2 separate regions of the Sus scrofa genome follow, and region 1 is linked to region 2. Evidence: chromatin contacts called from public HiChIP or PLAC-seq data. All regions are on one chromosome and are shown on one strand. Each heading gives the region's core, a stretch centred on a gene start, on an enhancer-like site or on the middle of the called end of the contact. The rest is flanking DNA. Distances are from core to core; before and after follow the strand shown.

Region 1 (5,014 bases), core at 898-3,397, 47 kb after region 2:
TATGCTCCTTCATAGATCCCTTTATTAAAGCTCAGACCGATTTTGGGGGGAAAAACGGGCTTTTCTAAGTTGTCTTTCTTTTAAACAAATCCCCCCCCCAATTTACGTTCAAGTTTCCTTCTTCATTGCCATCGCCTGTGAAATACTACACTTCACAGTATCTGTATCTGTTGATATATGTACCAAAGAATACATCTGCATGATCTTAATGTTTTCAGAACAAAACACCTCAGGTCCTTCAACGTGTTCCTGTGTTCACTATTGAGCAAAAAAAGGGGCATTGTGATTTTCATTTAGTAACCTGAGGTACACTGCAGGGCTTCTCAGGAAGCATCTTTCCGTTTATTTCTAAAACTCAGCCAAGTCAGTATTGAATTTCGAGGTTGGCGTTGGGAAAGGTCAGTCTTTCTTTAAGTGTTATTCACAGCTAAAAAACACCTGTGTGGTATTTCCTGCCTTTTGCTTCCCTTTGCTTGGCTTCCCAGAATATATCCAAAGTTCCCAAGTTCCATCCTTCTTTCTCGCTCTACTCTTCTTCTATACTCTTCCATTGCAAAGGGATAACTGCCAGGTGTTTGCAACAGCGAGTCGTCACCATTGGACATCAAGCCAAAAGCATGTGTATGAGGTGGCTGGCATCAGCATCGGCATGACACGGTAGCCAGTGCTGGATCTGGGCTTGGGGAGTGGGCCTCACAAGCATCTAAACTGCAGTAGGGTACTAAGCCTGTCTGCCAGTAATGCCCATGCTTCTGGCACATCCAGAGGCACCAGATCTCAGATCCCTCTCACCATGCACAAAAGGTCCTCTGGAATAGAAAAACTATGATCAAGGGCTGATGAAAAATGGAAAAGGAACAACAGGACCCAGTGCATCTTTCCTTTCCTTTCCTGCATCAGAGCTGACTTGAAAACCTGACCCTTACTTATTTTTGCATGGTGATTAGAAGAGGCTCTCAAGTGCAGGGAGAGAGGGAGGGAGAGAGAGGGAGAAGAACAGAGAGAGAAAGAAGAGTCCATTGTAGCCCTGGGAGTCTTTATTCATGTGCTCATTTACCTAGTAAGATATTTACGCGAAATGAGCTGCTTCTCAGAAGTGCAGAAATTCCGCAGGTGTTGGGGCTGACCACAGTTAGCCATAGCACCAAGAATCAAGATCCTAATTTAAGTCCTGTTGAACTTCCAATCGAGAGTTTTTCATTATTGGGATTCTAAATTCCAGGCCCGGCTGTGTTTCAGTTTGAATCTACCAAATATAAGAACAACTTGGCCACATGCCTCTTTTCCAAATAACTTTATTCCTTCAGCCCCAGGCTCAGAATTCAATAACATTTTCTATAGATTTTTTTTTTCTCTTCACATCAAACAATATTAAAGAGAAAAAATAGGGGGGAAATGCTGATTACTCCCACATGTACACTCGGATATGGCCAAGTGGAATCACTCGCAGTTTCCTTAAACACACACTCTGGTTTCCCCTGTCCATATATGTGGGCACAGACCCTCCTCAGCCCCTGCCTGTCAGAATCCCACCCATTTCTTAAAAGCCCACCCAGATGTCTCTTTCTCTGTGTGGCCTGCTCTCATCATCACCCCAGTCAAAAGTAATAATACTCCCCTTTAATATTGTTCTTAGGTCTTTTTTTGAGGCCCTTTCACATAAGGCCTGCATTATACCCTTTTGCACAACTTCTCTACTGATCCCAAGCAGCTTGGCCACAGCAGCTTTGCATGAATCTGCATCTTTACTGTGATTCCCGCAGTGTCTTAAATGGAATAGGCACTTGAAGAGTATTCTTCTTCTGGCTGATTAATAATTGAGGAAGTAGAAGATTTTAAAGGGGAAGATACTTAAATATGTTGATGCCCTCGCCTGTGCCAGTTTCATCTGTAAGAGCTCTCAGCTTCCCATGCAGGTCAGGGGCCTGGAGTGCATTTCCTCCGGGCATTAAAGGACTGGAAGTGTACTTTTCCCTGGAAAAGCTTTATCCATTTCTTTTGTAATGAAGTGTGGTCATTTATCCTCAGCTGTTTATGCTTATTGGAAGTAGTTTTTCATTTAAATCGTGTATCACACCCATCTCTGTACCTCGCTGCAGCTGCCTTGGAGAAGGCGGGTGTGCTTTCTCTATCGTTTACAGCTGGAACGATTTCCTGTGCCCAGGGCTTAGTTTTCTTCTGTTGCCCTTTCTCCTCTCCCTCAGCTCTTTCAGTGAGTGCAGCTTCTCGGGGCTTAGTCACTTCGGAGGCAGGGCAGGAGCCTTCGCTTCCCGCGCAGTCGGGGACCCGAGCCCCTGGAGCAAGGTCTCTCCGGGGCTCCGGCAGCCGACGGCGTACGGGCTCATCTCCTGCCCGCCTCTGATTGGCTCCGCGGGGTCACGTGAGGCCCAGGAGGGGAGGTTGGAATTCTGAGTTGTGGCTTTTGGCACTCCTTTTCTTTTTAAAAATCGCTGGGTCTGTTGAGCTCTGCTGGGCTGGGTGCCTTGCACCGTGACTGAGACTGGAGGCAGACGGAAACAGCCACAGGGCAGACTGAGGTGGCAAACGAAAATCTGCCGGGATGTTCAGTCAGGGACCCAGGACCCCAGCTTCAGGCTGCTACTATCTAAATGCCCTGACACCTGAGAGCCAGGAGATGTATTTGCGATTTGATCAGACTGCGAGGCGCTCTCCTTACAGGATGAGCCGGATTCTAGCACGCCATCAGCTAGTGACTAAAATTCAACAAGGTGAGTCGCCGGCAGTGGAAGGCTGTTGCTAATTCTGATTTCTGTTGGCTCTCTTTCGTGCTAACGCAGTTTTGAAAGCTGTTTTCACTTTACATTGTATGGGTTTCTCTGCCACGCTGCACCTAACTTTGAGAAGTAGCTTCAGGCTGCAGTTTTAAGCAAACAGTGACAGCGCTTAGCTGCCACATAACTCAACATTAAGTCCACAAAAACCTTCACGGCAGGACAGCGAATCATAAATTTCCAAAACTACGTATATGTCTACAGAATAAATGAGACAGGTTTCCTCGGTGTGTATTTTAGGCGCTTCTCTGAAGGTTCCTCACACCCTGTCATGTTTAAAACTTAGACACTGGTTTATTTAAGGGGGGCGGGGGGGAGCGGAGGACTAGCTTCACCCTGCCCAGATTCTTTACAATACTCTTACCTGACAGGAGAAAGTTAAAATTCTGTTCTTAAAGCCCTTGGGCTGACAATCAGAATCACATTCTCTGCCTCTTTGCCTGTTTACGTCAGGAGTTGCCACTGATTTGTTGATACTGTTTTTCTGGTAAAGGATAAGCTTGTCTGCTAACTTCAAAACAAATCTTGTGACAGGAGCATCAGCTGCATAAGGCAGAGAGGAGAGGAAAATTGATTACAAGCTATTGGGTGTTCCTTTTTATTCTGGGGGTGGGGGGATTACTAAAACTCATTATTCTCTGGTAATAGTTTAAAACATGCCCCTTATCTTAGGGTACGTTTGTAGAAACTAGAAAGGTGAACCTTCCTAAGAAAAAGACATATACCCACGCATACCCCCACATACATAATAAGTTTATGAAGTTTATAACCACCCACTCCCAGGCTAACTAAATAACTAAATTATTATATCGGTGATACATAACCACCAATGACCAGGATTTTCTAGAGCCATTATAAAAATAAATTTCCACTTAAATAAATGAGTTTAAGATTATATTTAATTTTAGAAGGGAAGTTGGAGTTCGTAATCATGAAAATCTTATTGTAATGTTTCCAAAAGGAACAATATGTATTCTAGTGAGCAGCATTTGATGAGATTGTTTCCTTGGAAATTGGGATTTGTTTTTAAAGGTTCAGGAACTGGATATGTGTGAAGGATACTGGTCCTACATACCAGTCTGATTTCAGGAAGGATATTATGTCATTCCATAAACTCTCTGTGTGCAGGTCTTGATTGAATAGAAACAAAAGTAATTATTTCCCTGTGGCTTGATTTAAAAATACATTAGGCTTAGAATAAAAACCAGCTCCATTTTAGTTTCAGGGCTGTGTGACAACAGTGCTTGACCAGATGCCATCATCGTTATGGACGTGGGGGCTCGAGGAACGTTGGATGATGATTTATAGTCTGCACCCTGTAGGTGTTCCTCGGCATACGTGTAGAGTGTATTGTGTCAGACAGCGCATGCAGATAGTTTGGAATATCTTTGACAGTCTCCTTAAGTGAATTTACAGGGGTTGATTTTGTTAAAAATTACTTGTGTTCTTTTTGGAATGAAGATTATTTTTCCATCGAAGACTTGCAGTTATGAAGGAGCACATGCACGGTCATCGAATGTGTATTCTGTGTCTATGTTTCATGTTGCCTCATTAGAAAGTCTGAGCATCCTCCCTATTTGATGTTGGGCAGTGGAACCTTGGAAGCTCAGGAATGCCTAAAAATGAAGTGACAATTAGCATCATAGGGAAGTCTGAAAAAAATTCCAACAGTCCAGTGATTAGGAACTCATTATTTGTTAATAGCATACAATTGTATCATAAGACATTGAGAGAGCAGAAGCAAAATGATTTGACTGGGTTTACTGTATGCGTAGATTGCTTACTGTAATAGTAGAAGATACTGATCGATTATTTACAGTTTGTGCACTGCTCTGAGAGCTTTGCATATATATGTCCATTTATTTTATCCTCAAAAAACAAATTCTTGCAGGTGAGTACTATTATTATATCAATTTTAAAGGCGTGAAAACAGAAATACGTAGAGTTCAAATAACTTCTCCAAGGCCACATAGTAGGAGCTGGTATTTGAATGTATCTCTAGAGACTGTGCTCAATAATACCCATTTTTCTGGTTTGTTTTTATATTGAGTATTAAACTACTGAACCTTTGGTTTCTGAATAATGTAATATCTCTGTCTTTTCCACTCAGGGTATAGCAATGAACCATATCACAGATTTAAACTGGTCACTTAACTGTGAGATTTTCAATCTGGTCTTATTTCTTTTTTGAAAGTAAAGTGCTGTGTGGTTTACCTTAGCCC
Region 2 (5,227 bases), core at 1,012-3,511:
GAGCTGCCTGATTTCTCTTCTGTGAAGTAGGTGGTACTGTTGTCTGCTCAAGGGGAAGACCCCAGAGGGGAGGGTAATCCACGAGGGGTCTTACTTAAGGTTCAGCTTGGAAATAGGGCTCCTGAGAAATGGGAGTGGATGCCAAGGGCCTCTATAAAAGTCTCTAAGTAGCCCCTTAAGTTTAGAACCTTTGCATTTGTGGCGGCTGCATCCGCACAGCTGTAAGACTTCCTCCAGCAGTGCCAGCAGCCAGGCAGGCAGAGAGAGCTGTGCTGTGCTGTGTGGCACCTGTTCTGGGCAAATCATTCCAGTCTTTCATCTGGCTTCCCTTGGACAGTCCTGAATTCATGGACCCTTCAACAGCCAGAACGAAACAAACTTGCAAAGCCAGAATTTATCTTCAAATTAGTCATTTAAGGAAAACCCCTAACCCTTGACATCTGGATATAAAACGTATTAAAATGGAACGTATTAGGGGCCCTGGATTTTAGAGCTAAATGATAAGCGAAATAGCCGGACTGTTCCTTGTAATGTTCTATTCCTGGGCATATAATGTTACAATTACTGCCTCTGTTTGATTCGATTAGAGATCTTTTTTTTTTTAAGCTAAATACATGGCTTTCCTGGGAATGCAACTGTGAAACGTTTTGTCGTTACACCGTACAGCAGTCACTTTAAGATAACACAAATCGTGCTTCTTGTAGAGCACTTCCTTACCACTGCATGCATACAAAACAGGAGGTAATCAAAAGGGTATTTGGCAGGGGTCCAGAAAGCAATCTGGGTTAGTCTGTAACTGGCTGCCGTAGTTTCAAGTCCACTTCTGATCCATGACTTATTGCTTCATAACTGACAATTTCAAAGGTTTAGCAGTTTGGCACCAAAAAAAAAAAAAAAAAAAAAAACCAACCATTACTTTCTAGCTCATTCTGAGTGTTTCACTAGTGACCATTTTTGAATACTTGAAATAACAAAATAAAATAATAAAGATGGTTTTTACCATCATTATCCCCCCACACACACTTTCTACTAACAATACAAGCTAGTAGAGGGAATGTTTACCAAAAATGTAGAATGGTAGAGGGGATACTTCAGGTGGCTGTTAACTTCCACTCCTTACGTCAAGAACAATTTATATAACAGAGGACTGAAGAACTTTCTTGAATTGTTAAACTTTACATGGGGCACCTGAAATTAAATAAAAAATAGAAGACAGCTAACTAAACTTGGGTTATTTAGCAGCCTGGTACAAAGACAAGAAGAAGAAATGATATTCAAGCCATTTTACTGTTTAAATAATTCGGAAATTCCCTTTTGAAATACTTCAAGTTCCCTAGCCAAGCTTGAGACGTATGACATCAACTCATCACATCATGGAGTGACATCAAACATGGTCAAAATTACTTTCTCTAAGGTCCTCCAAGCCCTTTAAAAGCAAAGCCTTAAGAATAACAGGACACTCTGAGGCCTGAGCTAGTACTGTCTTCACCTTTGGGGTAAAGTTTGAGAGCCCAGGGAAATGAGCCGGACCCCACCGCCTCCTCAGGTATTTCTTAAAGAGCCAGTGTATTTCCTCCCTCTTACCTGAAGGAATCAGGGTTGCTTTCTAATTATAAGCCTACGTCATGTTATTGGTTAAACTCCCTCCAAATTCTTTTATTTTCACATTTCACTTCCTCATAGTATCTACTTTTTAAACTGCATACCTATTCGAATGCTTTACCAGAATATGTGAATCTATTTTACGCGGGTTCCTCACGGTTTGACCTTAATATTTACAAGTTATTTTCCTCTAGACTCAAAGCTATGCAATGAACAAATCAATGTGATTGTAGCTTGCAGCCAGGTAATCATTTCACTGAGGAAACCGGGAAAGACTGACATATAATACGAGAGCACCAGTATCTAACTCCAAAAGAATGTCAGCCAGACGGAGGAGCCGATTTCAAGTGACTTGAACTCGGGAAAACTGTGATGAGTTATTTCGGCACCAGCTGTGGCACAGTTTTAAATTTTTGTAATGGTTGGGATGGTGGCGGTTTCTCAGAGTGAAAAATGGCAAATATCAAGAAATGGGAGGACGAGGGTACAGCCCCTGTGTCTGAGGGAAAATGAAAAGCGGGGTGGCGGGGGCGGGGTGTGGACGCCCAGTAATTGGGGGCCGTCGGACCCAGCAGGAGGAGGAGGGAGGGGGCGAGAGCTCTCTGGGGGAAGGAGTGGGGCGCTGGACCGTCCCGGAGTGAGGGGGGAGGGAAGAAGGGAGGGGAGGGAGCGGAGGCAAAGTGGGAAAGGAGTAGCGGAGTTGACGGAGCGCAGAGGTGGCCCCTGCGCGGCGCGCTCCGTGGCGGCGCATCCCGGCCCCCGCGCGGGACGGCGGAGGACCCATGTCGCGCCGCGGCGGGGCCCGGGCCCCGGGCGGGAATCCGGCATCTGGCGTCTCGAGCCGCGGGGCGTCTGAGTTGCGGGCCACGCGGGAGTGACGGTGGCACGCCCGCGGGTCGTTATGCGGACGGAGCAAAAATGACCGGCAAACGGAAACCCTTCCAAACGCAGCTCAGGAGGTCAATCAGTGAGCAGCTGCGGGACTCCACGGCCAGAGCCTGGGATCGGCTGTGGAAGAACGTCCGGGAGAGGCGGCTGGCAGGTCGGTGCCCCGGAGACGCAGAACCGCGGGGGCGGGAGGAGGCGCCGGCCGGGTTGCCCGCCCGGCCCCCGGCCCCCGGCCCCGGCCCCGGCCCCGGCCCCGCTTTGGGCAGCTCGGGTTTTCCTAGTCTGGGGTTGGGCGGAGGAGGCTGCTCACACCACCCTTGCCGGGCGGGCGGGAGCGTCAGGCTCGCCGCTTTCCCCGCGCAGAGGCCGGGTGGGTGTGGGCTCCACCCCGTGCGCTCTGACAGCCGCGGGCCGCTGCACGCGGGGCGGGAGCCCGCGCGGGGTTACCTGGCCGTGTCCTTAGGGTGGCCTGGCCCCCGCTCCGCCGCCATCCGCCCCACCCCAGCCCGATGAATGAATGAGTGGCCAGCCCAGCTGGCCTTTTGGGAGGGCAGTCCCTCTCCCAACTTCTCCTTTTCCACAAGGGATGTGTCCACTGCTTGTGTGTGTGTGTGTGTGTGGTGGGGGGGGGGGGGAGGTCAAAACAAGACTAGGGAGCGTATCCTGAGCTCTGGGAGACCAGATGTTTGTAGGGGCAGGAGGGGAGGATTTGGGGAAAGACAGGTGGACAGTTGGTGCCTGTAGGTAGCTGCCCACAACCCTTGCCAGCTGTGGATCAGACTCTCCTCACTTAGAGACTGCAAAAGATAGGCCTCCCTTTTGTAATCCATCGCTGGCGAATCAGAGGAAGAGAAGAGGTGATTGATTATTCTGAGCTCAGAGGTCCTTAAGAATCCTTGCTTAGGTCAGAAGGCCAGTCCCTTCCTTAGCACCTCCCTCATCCTCCTGGCTGCGGTCCTTCTTCTGTGCGTGCTCCTTGGAACTACTTTCTGGCAGGACCAGGAAAGCAGTCAGTGGTCTGAGGCTCCTCAGAGCCCATGCTGGGAACATTAGGTGGGGTTAGTCACCGCAGCATACCTGTCACAATAAGGGGAGGTGGCCCCACTGCACAGCACAGCTCACTGGCAGAGTAGGATTTAGGACTGCTTCTCCCAAGTGTTAGGTGTGGAGGATGTTTCTGGAAGTGGGGGAAGTGTGGAGGGAAGGGCCCCTGAGCTGACCATGAGTCTAGCGTCTGGATCTTCTTGCCTCCTGTCTCTCCAACAGTATCTTCTGAGTGGGCCAGTGACTACAGGGGCGGAAGAGAGGTCTAGAGAAGAAGAAGGTGTGAAACCTGGACAGAGGGCAGGGATGCCAAGGGTGAGAAGGAAGATTTCACCTTGTCTGGGCTCCTCCCCCTTTTCCTCATTGAAGAGCTGTAGAAGTCCTTTGCTAGAAGTTCTGTCCTTACACCCGCACAGGCACCTCTCTCAATCAGTCAGCATCCTGGAGTAGAGGCCCAGAGTCTGTATCTCCTTGAGCTAGGTCTTTGTCAGCCTACCTGGTCAAATTAGAGGGAGCGATTACAGATGATTCCACCATGCATTATTGTCAGCAGAAAATGTTCACCCTGAATTTTCTCTTCAAGACAGTGGTCCCATGTAGTAGCACCAAAGAAATAGAAAGAGACTTTGCAGCCTGGACCCAGAAATAAGTTGTGGCAACCCGGTAGTTTTGACTGTTGATTTTTAAAGACCTGTTTGTGCATTGCAGACCTCAATTAATAACAATTAACAACTTTCCTTGTTATTGTGCTAAATTGTATAATCTACATGCTAGATGGTGTCAGAGAAATTTTTGTGGTCTAGTAAACTTTTGTTACTTCATAACTTCACAATGCTTACTGCAAAGTCTCTTTCATAGCTTCTCTTATTAAGTTTGTTAAGTTTGTTAAATCATTGGATCCTCAGGAAACAAGAAGTCTTTCCAGGAGGGCTGCCAAGGCTGTGCTGGGTTTTTATAGAAGCTGAGGCCAAAGATGACTGCAGCCCTGTCTTTTTCAAAAGGAGATCTGGGAAGGAAGAGAGTGTAATGTGAAGACTTAAAAACAGTTAAGATTTTCCAGGAAAGTCATTTATTCACATGAATTTTAAACATTGCAGTTTAGTTAGGGCAGTGGAGAGAAAAAGTTTGGAACCTGAGGAATAAACCATAGGTAGAGATTTCTAATATCATGAATATATAGAAATTAAGGCTAAAAGCGGCTTCAGAATGGTATGTATAAGAGTTCTCCCAGAGTAGCGTAATTATTTTTTAAAATAGCGGTATGAGGTTTTCAAATGTTTAATCAGAATATTAATATCTGATTACCCATAATCTGCTTACCACTCTGCTAACAGTGGATGCCAGCAGGTTATTCAGCTGGGACCAAACAATCCTCTGTGAAGCAGACTTTAACCTCTGCTTCTCTAAAGCAAGCTGGGATGCTTGCCACAAAACCAAGCCAACTCCATGAAGGAGCTTTTAGATGCAAATTGATTTTCTTGGGTTTTCTTGCAAAGGTAGCTAAAATATGGAACTTTGGCCATGAGACACTGAAATACTTAAGTTATTAATGTTGGCATCAATTCTAGGTGAAAGTGTTCTTCGTTTGTAAATGTCTTCTTTATATGGTTTAGTTCACAATATCAGAATAACTTACTAATGGATGAACCCCCAGAGAGAATCTGCCCTCCCCAACAGATGATACGGGGCTATT

Evidence for each region. HiChIP or PLAC-seq counts read pairs in DNA pulled down with a chosen protein or histone mark.
Region 1: an H3K27ac HiChIP or PLAC-seq map of skeletal muscle shows a contact between it and region 2. The contact joins the enhancer-like site here to the promoter of STARD13 in region 2. A contact is called at or near these places in 15 of 47 Hi-C or Micro-C datasets (adipocytes, embryonic fibroblasts, epiblast stem cells and 7 more) and 1 of 2 datasets of contacts at active chromatin or transcription factors (skeletal muscle).

The regions. Positions count from the first base shown.
Region 1 is chr11:9,688,069-9,693,082 of Sscrofa11.1, reverse strand. The region is part of intron 1 of STARD13 (stAR-related lipid transfer protein 13); the gene reads left to right. Among named protein-coding and RNA genes, the nearest start is that of STARD13, 48 kb to the left of the region's middle. Within about 2 kb of position 2,147, at least 68 of the 83 cell types and tissues checked have an H3K27ac peak or open chromatin away from gene starts, as enhancers often do. A contact at or near this core is called in liver, mesenteric adipose tissue, retroperitoneal adipose tissue and 2 more, where this site is marked.
Region 2 is chr11:9,735,404-9,740,630 of Sscrofa11.1, reverse strand. It overlaps STARD13 (stAR-related lipid transfer protein 13), which reads left to right and starts at 2,261. Exons shown (of 18, transcript XM_021065185.1): 1 at 2,261-2,644. The coding sequence starts at 2,521.